3 separate regions of the Mus musculus genome follow, and all the other regions are linked to region 2. A link is a contact called in public ChIA-PET and Hi-C data. All regions are on one chromosome and are shown on one strand. The core of a region is the stretch at or near the end of the contact, and the rest is flanking DNA. Distances in the headings are between cores, read along the strand shown. Region 1 overlaps Pptc7 (PTC7 protein phosphatase homolog). Region 2 holds the start of Ccdc63 (coiled-coil domain containing 63). Region 3 overlaps Pptc7 (PTC7 protein phosphatase homolog).

Region 1 (3,616 bases), core at 754-3,253, 160 kb before region 2:
TATGCACACCAAAATAATATGTAACACCTGCTCACACAAAAGCTTATATACAAATATGCCAAACGTTATTCACAGTATGAAATATGTGAAAATACATAGTGATACGAGCAGATGAGCAGATCAACAGAATGTAGCATACTCCTGAAATGGAATATTATGCAGCCATAAAAAGGATGAAGCATTGACACTGTCTGACCTCAACTTTGAAAACAGGTAAAACAAAAGAAAGGAGCATGACGAGCAGATGAGCAGATCAACAGAATGTAGTATACTCCTGAAATGGAATATTATGCAGCCATAAAAAGGATGAAGCATTGACACTGTCTGACCTCAACTTTGAAAACAGGTAAAACAAAAGAAAGGAGCATGGAAGACTACATATTCTAGGCTTCCACTTACACACAATGCCCAGAACAGGCAAACTCAGAGAACTGGCAAGCTGCTACCAAGGTTGAGAAACACCCACAAGTGGGGAGCAACTGCAAGTGGACAGACAGGCTTGGGGTTTGAGGGAAAGGGGCAGCAGATTCTGGGCTCGGGAAGGCTGTACAACCTGGTAACTACTAAGTATACATTTTTAAAAGGTGACATGTCATGTCATTTGACTTTGCAACTCAGCTTTGGTATGTATGTATGTATGTATGTATGTATATATGAATGTATTATTTTTGACATGTATTGTGGAGCTAGAGGTCAGAGGTCAGAGGACAGCTTGGTGGGGTCAGCTTTCTCCTTTTGCTACACAGGTCCTGGGGCTCAAACTCAGGTCATTAGGCTTGGTGACAAGCACCTTTACCAGGTGAGCCATGTTCCAAGCACTGCAGCTCAGCTTAAAACAACAAAAGACTCAAGGTCATTAACAGATAGATTTGACTTTAAAAAAAATCCTGACTGCAAGATGAGACCAATCAATGTCTGGACAGGACCTGAGATTCCAGAGAGGACTTCTTGAAACTTGGGTGTCAGTGAACTCTCCAGTGATGACTTGTGTAAAAGTGCAGTGTTTATCAAGACTGGAAATATCAAACTAGACCTAACCTATGACCTGAACTTCATTAACGTTAAGGTTCAAAAGCCAGGCATGGTGGCTCACAACTTTAATCCAACCACTCAGGAGGCAGAGGCAGGCAGATCTCTTGTGAATTTGAGACCAGTCTGGCCTACACAATGAGTTCTAGGTCAGCTGTAGCTGCATATAGTGAGACTCTATCTCAAAAACAAAACCAGGGCTAGAAAGATAATGATTCAGCAGCCAAGAGGACCAGCTGCCCTTACAGAAGACCTGGGTTTGACTCGCAGCATCCCCATAGCAGCTCACAACCATTCAGAATTACAGTTCCAGGGAACCCAATGTCCACCCACATCCACCAAGGGCATCAGCCATGCATGTGGTACGTGCAAGCAGGCAAAACACCCCCACACACAAAACACTACCACCACCACCACCACCACCACCACCACCACCACCACCACCACCACCACCGCCACCGCCACCCCACCAAAGAATATTTTTTAAGATTGGCAAGACTCACAAAAACACTTCAGAATCCTGGCCCAGTAAAAACTCAAAACCAAAGGCTGGCGTAGAAAACTGTTTTATTTTCATGTTTAGGTTCCAAGTTAAGCCAAGCTTAAACAAACAACCCTTGGCTTTTTAAGAGCAGCTTCACTGCTCAGTCTTTAGAGGCCAGAATTTATACTGCACAAACCATGCCTTCCATTTTCAAATAAATGGTTTTCTGTAAGCTGTGTTTAGCATGCAGGGGAGTTTTTGTTGCTTTCCAGTTATGAGTCAGAGAGAATAAAGCGATTATAAACACATTCATATGCTCTCTCACTCTCACTCTGACTCTTTCCCTCCCTTCATCCCTTCAAGTATGACAGAGAAAGCCCTGTCTGCCAATAACTAGCAGTGCTTTGAAGTTACCCAAGCATCTGAAGGTCTCTCTACTCATCACCAAAACATGGAGGAAATGGGCCTCAAGGTTGTGAAGTCTGCAGTTCTCAGCAACCTTTTGATGCTGCTGTTGTGATGGGGACATCAGGTGGCTCTCATGGCTCTGTGTACCTAGGAAGGCACAGCATGCAAAGTGACAAAGCTCAGGGCTAAGTAAAGGGAAGGAAAACAGCTCGTGCCGCATGGGCTTACTCCTGCTGGCCCAATGGAGAGAAGGAGCCCCTGCCAATTTTCCACACGGGATGGGAGTGGTGCTGGGACTCACCACACCCTCCACAGCCAATTTTTCCTAAAAGAAATCCAGTGGGGACAATAACAGTGTGAGTCATCAAGTGTTCTTTATCATGACTAACAGGACAATTCAGTCCCAATGTTATCATACATACACACATACATACATACATCTATGGACAGTTTCTCTGTGTAGCTCTGGCTGTCCTGGTAGACCAGGCTGGCCTTCAACTCAGAGATCTGCCTGCCTCTGCCTCCCAAGTGATGGAATTAAAGACATGTGCCACTATGACCTGTCAATTTCAATTTTTAAAAAAATTAAAATAATAATTTATTTCTCCTACTCTAGCTTTCATTCCTAACAGCTGAGGAGAAGCCCACAGTGAGTGACCAAACTGCAGAGATACTTAGCAAGAGAGAGTCTCAACTCAGAGACAAGACAAGGCCTCTTTATGTAGACCAAGCTAGCCTTGAACTCACACAGCTTTACCGTAATGTGATTCAGCTTACAACTCGTATCAGTTCAGCCTGTGATAGGATGGTGTCAATAGAGTCAGAGGCACCACCTGGTGAACTGCCTCATGGCTGCCAAAGACCAAATGAGGCCAACTTAGAAAGTTGTTTCAGGTGACTCCCAGGATGGCTTTCCAGAAGGGCACCTCCACAACAGGACAGTCCTGGAGAACCTGTTCCTCACTGTTCTCATGCCCACTCCCCCATTTGCAGGTGTGTGTCTGCAAGATCTTTGTCAAATCTGACTAGCTTCTTCTTGGACACATAAGCAGCAGTGTGTGTGTGTGTGTGTGTGTGTGTGTGTGTATCTCCATCAGACACTCAAGCACCTGCCTTCAGTGGCACATGGTGGACTGTCTCCAGCCTGCCTCTGTGCTCTCTTCTCCAAAGAGGTCCCTTGCACAGCCAAGGATCCTTCAGCCAGTGAGCCAAGGTAACTTAACAACTGAGTGCCCAATGCTAGATACAAAAACGAAGAGCTCTACCAAGGTGCCTGTGGCAGGCGATTCATAGCCATGCTGTTTGAGGGACTACAGGAAAACCTGAACCTGACTGTCTAGCCAGAGCCTCCACATTAAGTCTGACAGCCTACTCCTTTCATCTTTTCCAGATAAGGACCGCAGACTCAGAAAGTCCACCCAAGACCACAAATTACAGAGCTACTTAGTTGCAAAGCTTAACCTCAAAGTAGGCATGGTTTCTGCCAGAATGCCAGAGCAGGAGATGAAATCTGTGCTTTTTTAGAAAGGGTCTGACCAGTATCTCCCGTACCCTTGTAAATATGCCACAATGCCAAGATAGCAGCGTGTTCAAATTCAGCAGAGACTTAATACATTCAGATACAGTAGTCCCCTTTCTTCTTGAGGGATACATTCAAGGCCCCTAGTGGATGCCTGAGCCTCAGAGAGTACTGAA
Region 2 (3,620 bases), core at 604-3,103:
CCTCGCTGAACATTAAAGTGCTGGGATCCAAGGCTGAGCTCCCCTTGGCTTGACCCCAGTGCCTGTGAACTCAGTTTAAAGAATTCAAACTGGGGTGTGGAAGAGAGGCACGTATATCACAGAGCGAGTGGAGAACATTCTCCAGGGGTGGTAGTTTTCAGGGTGGGGGGCAAGTGATCAAGGCACCCACCTACCCTTCAGACAGGCTCTGTACAATTCCTAAGGCCCCCAGAGCCCGCCAGGTTGGTGTCATGTTCAGGGGACTGACTGGCCATTCTGCATCCACTGTTCTGGGAAGGGATAATCCTAACCCATGTTTTTTGTTTGTTTGGTTGGTTTTGGTTTTTTCGAGACATGGTTTCTCTGTATAGCCCTGGCTGTCCTGGAACTCACTCTGTAGATCAGGCTGGCCTCGAACTCAGAAATCCACCTGCCTCTGCCTCCCAAGTGTTGGGACTAAAGGCATGCGCCACCACTGCCCGGCCTAACCCATGTTCTTTATCACTAAGCACACTGCTAGATAAGGGTCTTGTAGGATGTAGACAGTTGCTTGGGTTTGAATGACTCGTAATTAACAGACTCGGGAAGTTCTGAGACGACTCTACCGTGGGTCAGAACTGTGACTCAGAGTCCACTCTTTTGGCTTCTAATAAAAGTCCTGAAGTTGCAGCTCCAGGTTTTCCCAGGGGCCGATGACCGGGGAGGGGTGCCCTATACTTACCCTATACCCGCAGTCACTATCTGAGGAGCTAGCCAACATTGTAGACCATCAGCCACTGGTCTCCCTTAGGCTTGCAACAGGGCTGCCAGCAACCAACAGAGGCAGCATATCTCCTATTTCCTTTTCAGCGACAGCAAAGCACCTTCCTCTTCTCTAACCTTGGGCTGTGGGAAGCTCCTCTGGTGCCTTTGAGACCACGACCAGTAATTATAAGCCCACCCCTGTGGCAGACTCCAGGAAATAATGCACCCCACCCCCGCTGTTGCCCCCAGACATGGTTTCTCTGTGTAGCTCTGGGTGTCCTGGAACTCAACTCTGTAGACCAGGCTGGCCTTGAACTCAGAGATCTGCCTGTCTCCGCTTTCCGAGTGCTGGGATTAAAGGCATCGATAGATCCACTGCCTGGCACCAGTTAGTCTCTTAACGTTCCTAGTCCAAGCATTGACTGGGAAGGATGGGCTGATTTGGGTATCTGACCGCCGTGGAGACTGTCTTGCTGTGTGTGCTGGTTCCATTTGTTTACCGCTGGCAGCTTTGTTTGCTCTAGGCTACACTGGGGGCGCACGCGAGGGGCCGTGGCGGGGGTGGGGGGGTGGGGGTGGGGTGGGGCTCGTTCTTCTTGGCAAGAGGGCCGAGTTCTGCACCCAGGAAGAACCGCGATGGGAAACCTTCGCCAGAGAGGCATGTTTCTAACCACTGCCCACCCAGTGGCAGACAGTGGAGAGCAGCCGAAACAGCAGGACCCGAGGGCAACTTCCAGATGGTGAAGGGCGGACCGGGGTAAAGTCATTGCCTAACCTGCCCCAGGTTTAATCTCCAAACTCTGAAAACAAGTCGTTTTAGGTCACTGTGTAACAGAAAGGAGGTATTTAATGGTGAAGCGAGAGGAAAGAGAGTAGTAACCCAGGGAGGGAGGGAATGGAAGCTGGCTTGGTGGCCAAGGTGGCCAAGGTGTTTGACACAGGGCAGCTGAGGGTAGCCCAGGAATGCGTTGCCCTGTCCCCTCTGGTAAAATGCGGGTTCTCCGTGGGTCCGGTTGTCTCGGCTGTCCTTAGAGAACGCGAGTCGCCGCTGTCACAAAGGCGCGGGTTCCAGGGCGGAGAACGCGGGGTGCGGAGCTGGCTGCCACTTAGACACACGAGCCGCCACTACCGGGAGCCGCGGGAGCCGTGGGTGGTAAGTTAGGGTACACACAGCGCCCCCTGCCGGGGATGAGCAGAGGTGAGGCAGGAACCAGCCACTGCCACCATAAACGCTCCCCAAACTCAAAGAGCTATATGTGCTCTCAAGCGACTGTGTATTTATTTATTACGTATCCATTCACTTACAGCACAGACTGACCTTGAAGTAAAGCTACAGCCAAAGATCTTGACCTCATGATCTTCCTGTTTCCACCTCCCGCGTCACTCAGGCCAGCACCACCACGCCCACCTTTTGTTTTCTTTTTAAAACAAATTGATCACGTCGTGAGGGTGGCTGAACCACAGCTCAGTTCCCCACAACACTAAGCACACAGTAGGCGCTTGTTTGTATGCCAAATCGACTTAGACATTCACACTGCCACAACTCTCATGATTTATAAGTCCCCAGAAATTTCATTTCAAATTGTCTCATGAAAAGTTCTTCCTGTCTGGTGTGATAGGACGCGATCCAGTGACATCTTCTGGTCTGGCTAAGCCTTGAGGTTTTGGTGTTTATGGTTTCTCTCCCCATGCTAGTATGATTCATAGAGCCCCATGGAACTGGCTGACCTAGATTCCCCAGGTTAAAATTCAGTTACTAAATTCTCTCCAGTGTACAACAGGAATTACTGGTCCACGGAAGTGGGAGGGGATTATGCAGATTAGGGGAGGGCGTGGCCCTCCCCACTGTCTAGATGGGGAACTGAGGCTCCAGAGAGCAGCACAGATGTACCTGAGGTCCGTTAGAGGCTGGGCAAGAATGTGAATGGAGAACCTGGAATTCCACATAGGACCTCGCAGTTTCTGGGACACAGTGGGCCTAACAACCCTTTGGGGCTTGTCTGCTAATGTCCCCACTCCTAAGTGCCTCTGGGCAGGTAGCATTCAAGTTCTGATATGATAAAATGTTCCTCTGGGTTGCTGGTTGCTGGTTCCTGATCCTAGAAGTGGGGTATGGGTGGGGTAATCACAGCGTAGGCAGGGTTTCAACTCTGTTGTGTGTGTGGGTGTGGGATAGGTATGTATCAGTGGGTAGTGCTGGCCTAGCCTGCATGAAGTACCGGATATGGTAGCACATGCCTCTAATCCCAGCACTTTGGAGGTGGAGGCAGGAGGATCAGGAGATCAAGGCCAGCCTTGGCAGCATACTGAGTTTGAGGCCAGCCTCGACTACAGGAGACTCTGTCCCAAAGTCAAAAAAACCAAAACAGCTCCATCAGGTTGATCATCAGAGGCCTCTGTGCCCCTTTCCTTTAGAGATGTGAGGAGAAGGGTAAGTGACAGGCTGGAGCCATCTGCCCAGGTCCTAATAATAAACTGGGGAGCGGAAGAAGTTCCGGTGCGATCGGATCTTGGGGGGAGGGGCTCTTGTTACACCCGGCGCCATCTGCTGTGTCCCCTTGTATGCCAAGCTGTGGGTGGAAGGGGACTATGGGAGGGAGGAGAGGCGCATGGGTCCTCACTGCCAGCAGGGTGGCCCACTTCCTTTTTCCTCTCTCATTCTGGGCAGGACATTGCAGACAGAGGAGACAAAGAGAGACGGAGAAAGAGGTGGGCTTGCTGGCTTTGACCTCCAGGACCCAGTGTCTAAGCAGAAGGGAAGCTCAGATCCATCTCAATGCCAGTGGTAGGTGACAACAGCTTGTCACTCAATGTCCCTTCACCTACCCATCATCCCTACCCCACCATCCTAACTTTATAGATGGGAGGCCAGAGAT
Region 3 (3,163 bases), core at 147-2,646, 180 kb before region 2:
CTGGCCTTTGTGGACATGCATACACTCAGGCACACGCATATATGCATACGGTAGATAAATAAATTTATTGTTAAGAAAGTATTGGCTTGAGCTGTCATCCAGCTGCCTGAGTGCTCCCTGAGCATGGCCCGCATCCTGAGCTCACTCCTCAGCATCACGCAAAGCACATGGAGTGCTTGGAGCCCAGTACTCAGGACAGGAAGGCAGGAAGGAGGCTGAGAAACTCAAGGTCATCCCCAGCCACGCTGAGTCTGAGGCCAGCTGAGGCCTCTGAGACGCTGTCTCTTTAAAAAAGAAAAGAAAAAAGCTAAGCAAGCTGACTGTGGAAACACTCAGTTAATCCCAGGGCACTGCTCTCCAGCTGCGCATCAGGAGCAGGCCTCTCAGCCTCTCAGCATCTCTAGGCCCGAGCTGCCTCCAGCCAGCTGTGGAGAGAGTTTCTATGCACCTGCTTTACCCGGGGTGGAGGCAGAGCACACTCAAAACCACAAGCTCTCCCCTGTGCAGACACAGGAGGGACACAGAGGTGCAGCGACTACAGTCACCAGTTTCTCAGTGGGATTCCAGTATTTCTTATCTCGTCCCAGTGAAAAGACATAATTTGGGCTGGAGAGATGGCTCAGCGGTTAAGAGAACTGACTGCTCTTCCAGAGGTCCTGAGTTCAATTCCCAGCAGCCACACGGTGGCTCACAACCATCTGTAATGGGAGCCAATGCCCTCTTCTGGTGTGTCTGAAAACGGACTCAATGTACTCATATAAATAAAATAAATAAATCTTTGAAAGAAAGAGAGAGGGGGGGGGAGAAAGAAAGAGCAAACGAAAGAAAGAACCCACTTTAATGTAAAGAATCAGTACTGTCCAGCAGTATACTTCCTTATACTCTGAGGCGGACTGATGCCTACGACAGGGAAAATGTGGGTGCTGTGCCTGCCAGGGGCGCTGTCAGAACCTGCTCTATGGCTTGCTGTGCAGTCAGCTCTCCTTCCTAAAAGCCTCCAGCTACTCAACGTTACAAAACGGCCACACAAAAGATCTTCTGGGAGCTGATGAAATTAAATCCTGAGCCTGAGAAAGGCCAGAGCCTTGGAGCTCCTCCTCAGGAAACACCCGATGACTCGGGGTGAAAACCTCAAGCCACCATTTCATGCCCCCTCGGAATCAAATGGTCCTTGTGAAAGCCCCCAGTGGGGCGTTCAATAGCCAGAGCAGGAACAATGAAGGGAGGCATACACAGCCTGGCGGCTTCCACTTCCACTTCACCTGTGTGAAGACGAGGAGGGTCGGATGCTCAGATGACTGATCCATGTCCGCAGGTGGCTGAGAACTCTCTCAGGTTTGAGTGTAATTATTTTTAGCACTCAGCCAAACAACCTTATTAGGTCTGACACCTCAGCTTCCTTTCTCCTCTGGGGCTGCCACTGAAGGCACCGTGCATGCTCGAGCCCTGCTCTACTACCAAGCTGCAGCCCCAGCTGCAAGACCCATTTTTTTTTTTCTTTTGCCTTTTCGAGACAAGGTTTCTCTGTGTAGCCCTGGCTGTCTGATGTCCTTGAACTCAGAAATTCACCTGCCTCTGCCTCTGCCTCCCGAGTGCTAGAGTTAAAGGTGTGCACCACCACGCCCGGCTCATTTTTTTTATTTTTTTATTTTTATTTTTTTAAGGCAAGGACTCATTGTGTAGCCCTGGCTGGCCTGAAACTTTCTCTGTAGGCCAGGCTGGTCTCCGACTCAGAGATCCACCTGCTTCTACTGCCCAAATGCTGGAATTAAAAGGTACCATGACAGCAACCCTTTGGATTCTTAAGAACTTACTAATGTATTTAAGGGTTTCTGAGGACACTTATGTCAACAATAAAGGCTTGCCCTCTAGAGTATTTTTTGCTTTGTAAACTTTTTTTTTTAATTGGGTATTTATTTCTTTTTTTTCCCCAAAGATTTATTTATTTTATGTTATGTTTATGAGTACTCTATAGCTGTACAGATGGTTGTGAGCCATCATGTGGTTGCTGGGATTTGAACTCAGGACCTTCGGAAGAACAGTCAGTGCTCTTAACTGCTGAGCCATCTCACCAGCCCGGGTATTTATTTCATTTACATTTCCAATGCTATTCCAAAAGTCCCCCACATGCTCCCCCACCCACTCTCCTACCCACCCACTCCCACTTCTTGGCCCTGGCGTTCCCCTGTACTGAGTCATATAAAGTTTGCACGACCAATGGGCCTCTCTTTCCACTGATGGCCGACTAGGCCATCTTCTGATTCATATGCAGCTAGAGACACGAGCTCCGGGGGTGGGGGTGGGGAGGTATACTGGTTAGTTCAGATCCCTTCAGCTCCTTGGGTACTTTCTCTAGCTCCTCCATTGGGGGCCCTGTGATCCACTTTGTAAACTTTTTAACAATTGCTGAATTAGAAAGCAAAGACAAGCTAGGGAGATGTCTCAGTGGTTAAGAGCACCTTAGCTCTTCCAGGGGGATGGCGTTTCATCCCCAGCACCCACATGGAGTGGCTGCCAACATCTGTGTCCCTCCAGCTCCAAGGGATTCAGCATCTTCCCCTGGACACCACAAGCATGCATGTACATGACATTCACTAAAAGTAAAAGCACATTCTAACCACTGTGTTTACTGTTATACCCAACCAGGGTTCTGTAGATCAGTCTGCTAGATCTGCTCCAATTTAGTTGCAAACGCTGTGGAGGGGTGTGGGTTAGGTCAGGGCGGTCTGTGTGCACCAAATATGGTGACAAAGGATCGTTTCAGTGGGCTTTAGAAGCGACAATAATCCCAGCATTATAAGTAAACCTCAATTATGTCCTTAAATTTACTATCGCTGTTACCTTGGGTAAATGGGAAGGAAAGAAATGCCCCCCCCAATCTTTTAGGCAGCAAAAGAGAGAGAGAGAGAGAGAGAGAGAGAGAGAGAGAGAGAGAGAGAGAAAAGAAAGAAGGAAAGAAAAGAAAAGAAGAGAAGAGAAGAGAAGAGAAGAGAAGAGAAGAGAAGAGAAGAGAAAAAAGAAAAGAAAAGAAAAGAAAAGAAAAGAAAAGAAAAGAAAAGAAAAGAAAAGAAAAGAAAACAAGAAGAAAAAGCAGGACATCTGCGCTGTAACTGGCTGCTCTAGGCCCAAGTAAATGCCCAGGTCGGGGAAACGATGCCCACAG

The links. Hi-C and Micro-C count contacts between places; a contact is called where the count stands out from the background. ChIA-PET counts read pairs in DNA pulled down with a chosen protein or histone mark.
Region 1: a Hi-C map of Th1 cells shows a contact between it and region 2, with 3 times the contacts expected there. The contact joins the enhancer-like site here to the promoter of Ccdc63 in region 2. A contact is called at or near these places in 8 of 39 promoter capture datasets (the C10 cell line, cranial neural crest, erythroid cells and 5 more), 1 of 15 datasets of contacts at CTCF or cohesin (large pre-B cells), 4 of 484 Hi-C or Micro-C datasets (B cells, Kupffer cells, Th1 cells and 1 more), 21 of 115 datasets of contacts at active chromatin or transcription factors (the 230-238 cell line, the SCID.adh cell line, bone marrow-derived macrophages and 14 more) and 4 of 9 other capture datasets (adipose tissue, liver, macrophages and 1 more).
Region 3: an RNA polymerase II ChIA-PET map of effector CD8 T cells shows a contact between it and region 2, with 16 read pairs. The contact joins the enhancer-like site here to the promoter of Ccdc63 in region 2. A contact is called at or near these places in 7 of 39 promoter capture datasets (3T3-L1-derived adipocytes, cranial neural crest, embryonic stem cells and 3 more), 3 of 15 datasets of contacts at CTCF or cohesin (the NIH/3T3 cell line, large pre-B cells and pro-B cells), 13 of 484 Hi-C or Micro-C datasets (CD4 T cells, the N1E-115 cell line, Th1 cells and 9 more), 12 of 115 datasets of contacts at active chromatin or transcription factors (SST interneurons, cardiomyocytes, effector CD8 T cells and 7 more) and 5 of 9 other capture datasets (adipose tissue, embryonic stem cells, liver and 2 more).

Annotation. Positions count from the first base shown.
Region 1 is chr5:122,286,913-122,290,528 of GRCm38.p6, reverse strand. All of the region lies in intron 1 of Pptc7 (PTC7 protein phosphatase homolog), which reads right to left. Among named protein-coding and RNA genes, the nearest start is that of Pptc7, 4.3 kb to the right of the region's middle. Within about 2 kb of position 2,003, at least 45 of the 459 cell types and tissues checked have an H3K27ac peak or open chromatin away from gene starts, as enhancers often do. A contact at or near this core is called in Th1 cells and regulatory T cells, where this site is marked.
Region 2 is chr5:122,130,198-122,133,817 of GRCm38.p6, reverse strand. It overlaps Ccdc63 (coiled-coil domain containing 63), which reads left to right and starts at 1,853. Exons shown (of 12, transcript NM_001384199.1): 1 at 1,853-1,897; 2 at 3,413-3,529. The coding sequence starts at 3,521.
Region 3 is chr5:122,309,129-122,312,291 of GRCm38.p6, reverse strand. All of the region lies in intron 2 of Pptc7 (PTC7 protein phosphatase homolog), which reads right to left. Among named protein-coding and RNA genes, the nearest start is that of Pptc7, 26 kb to the right of the region's middle. Within about 2 kb of position 1,396, at least 45 of the 459 cell types and tissues checked have an H3K27ac peak or open chromatin away from gene starts, as enhancers often do. A contact at or near this core is called in SST interneurons, effector CD8 T cells and regulatory T cells, where this site is marked.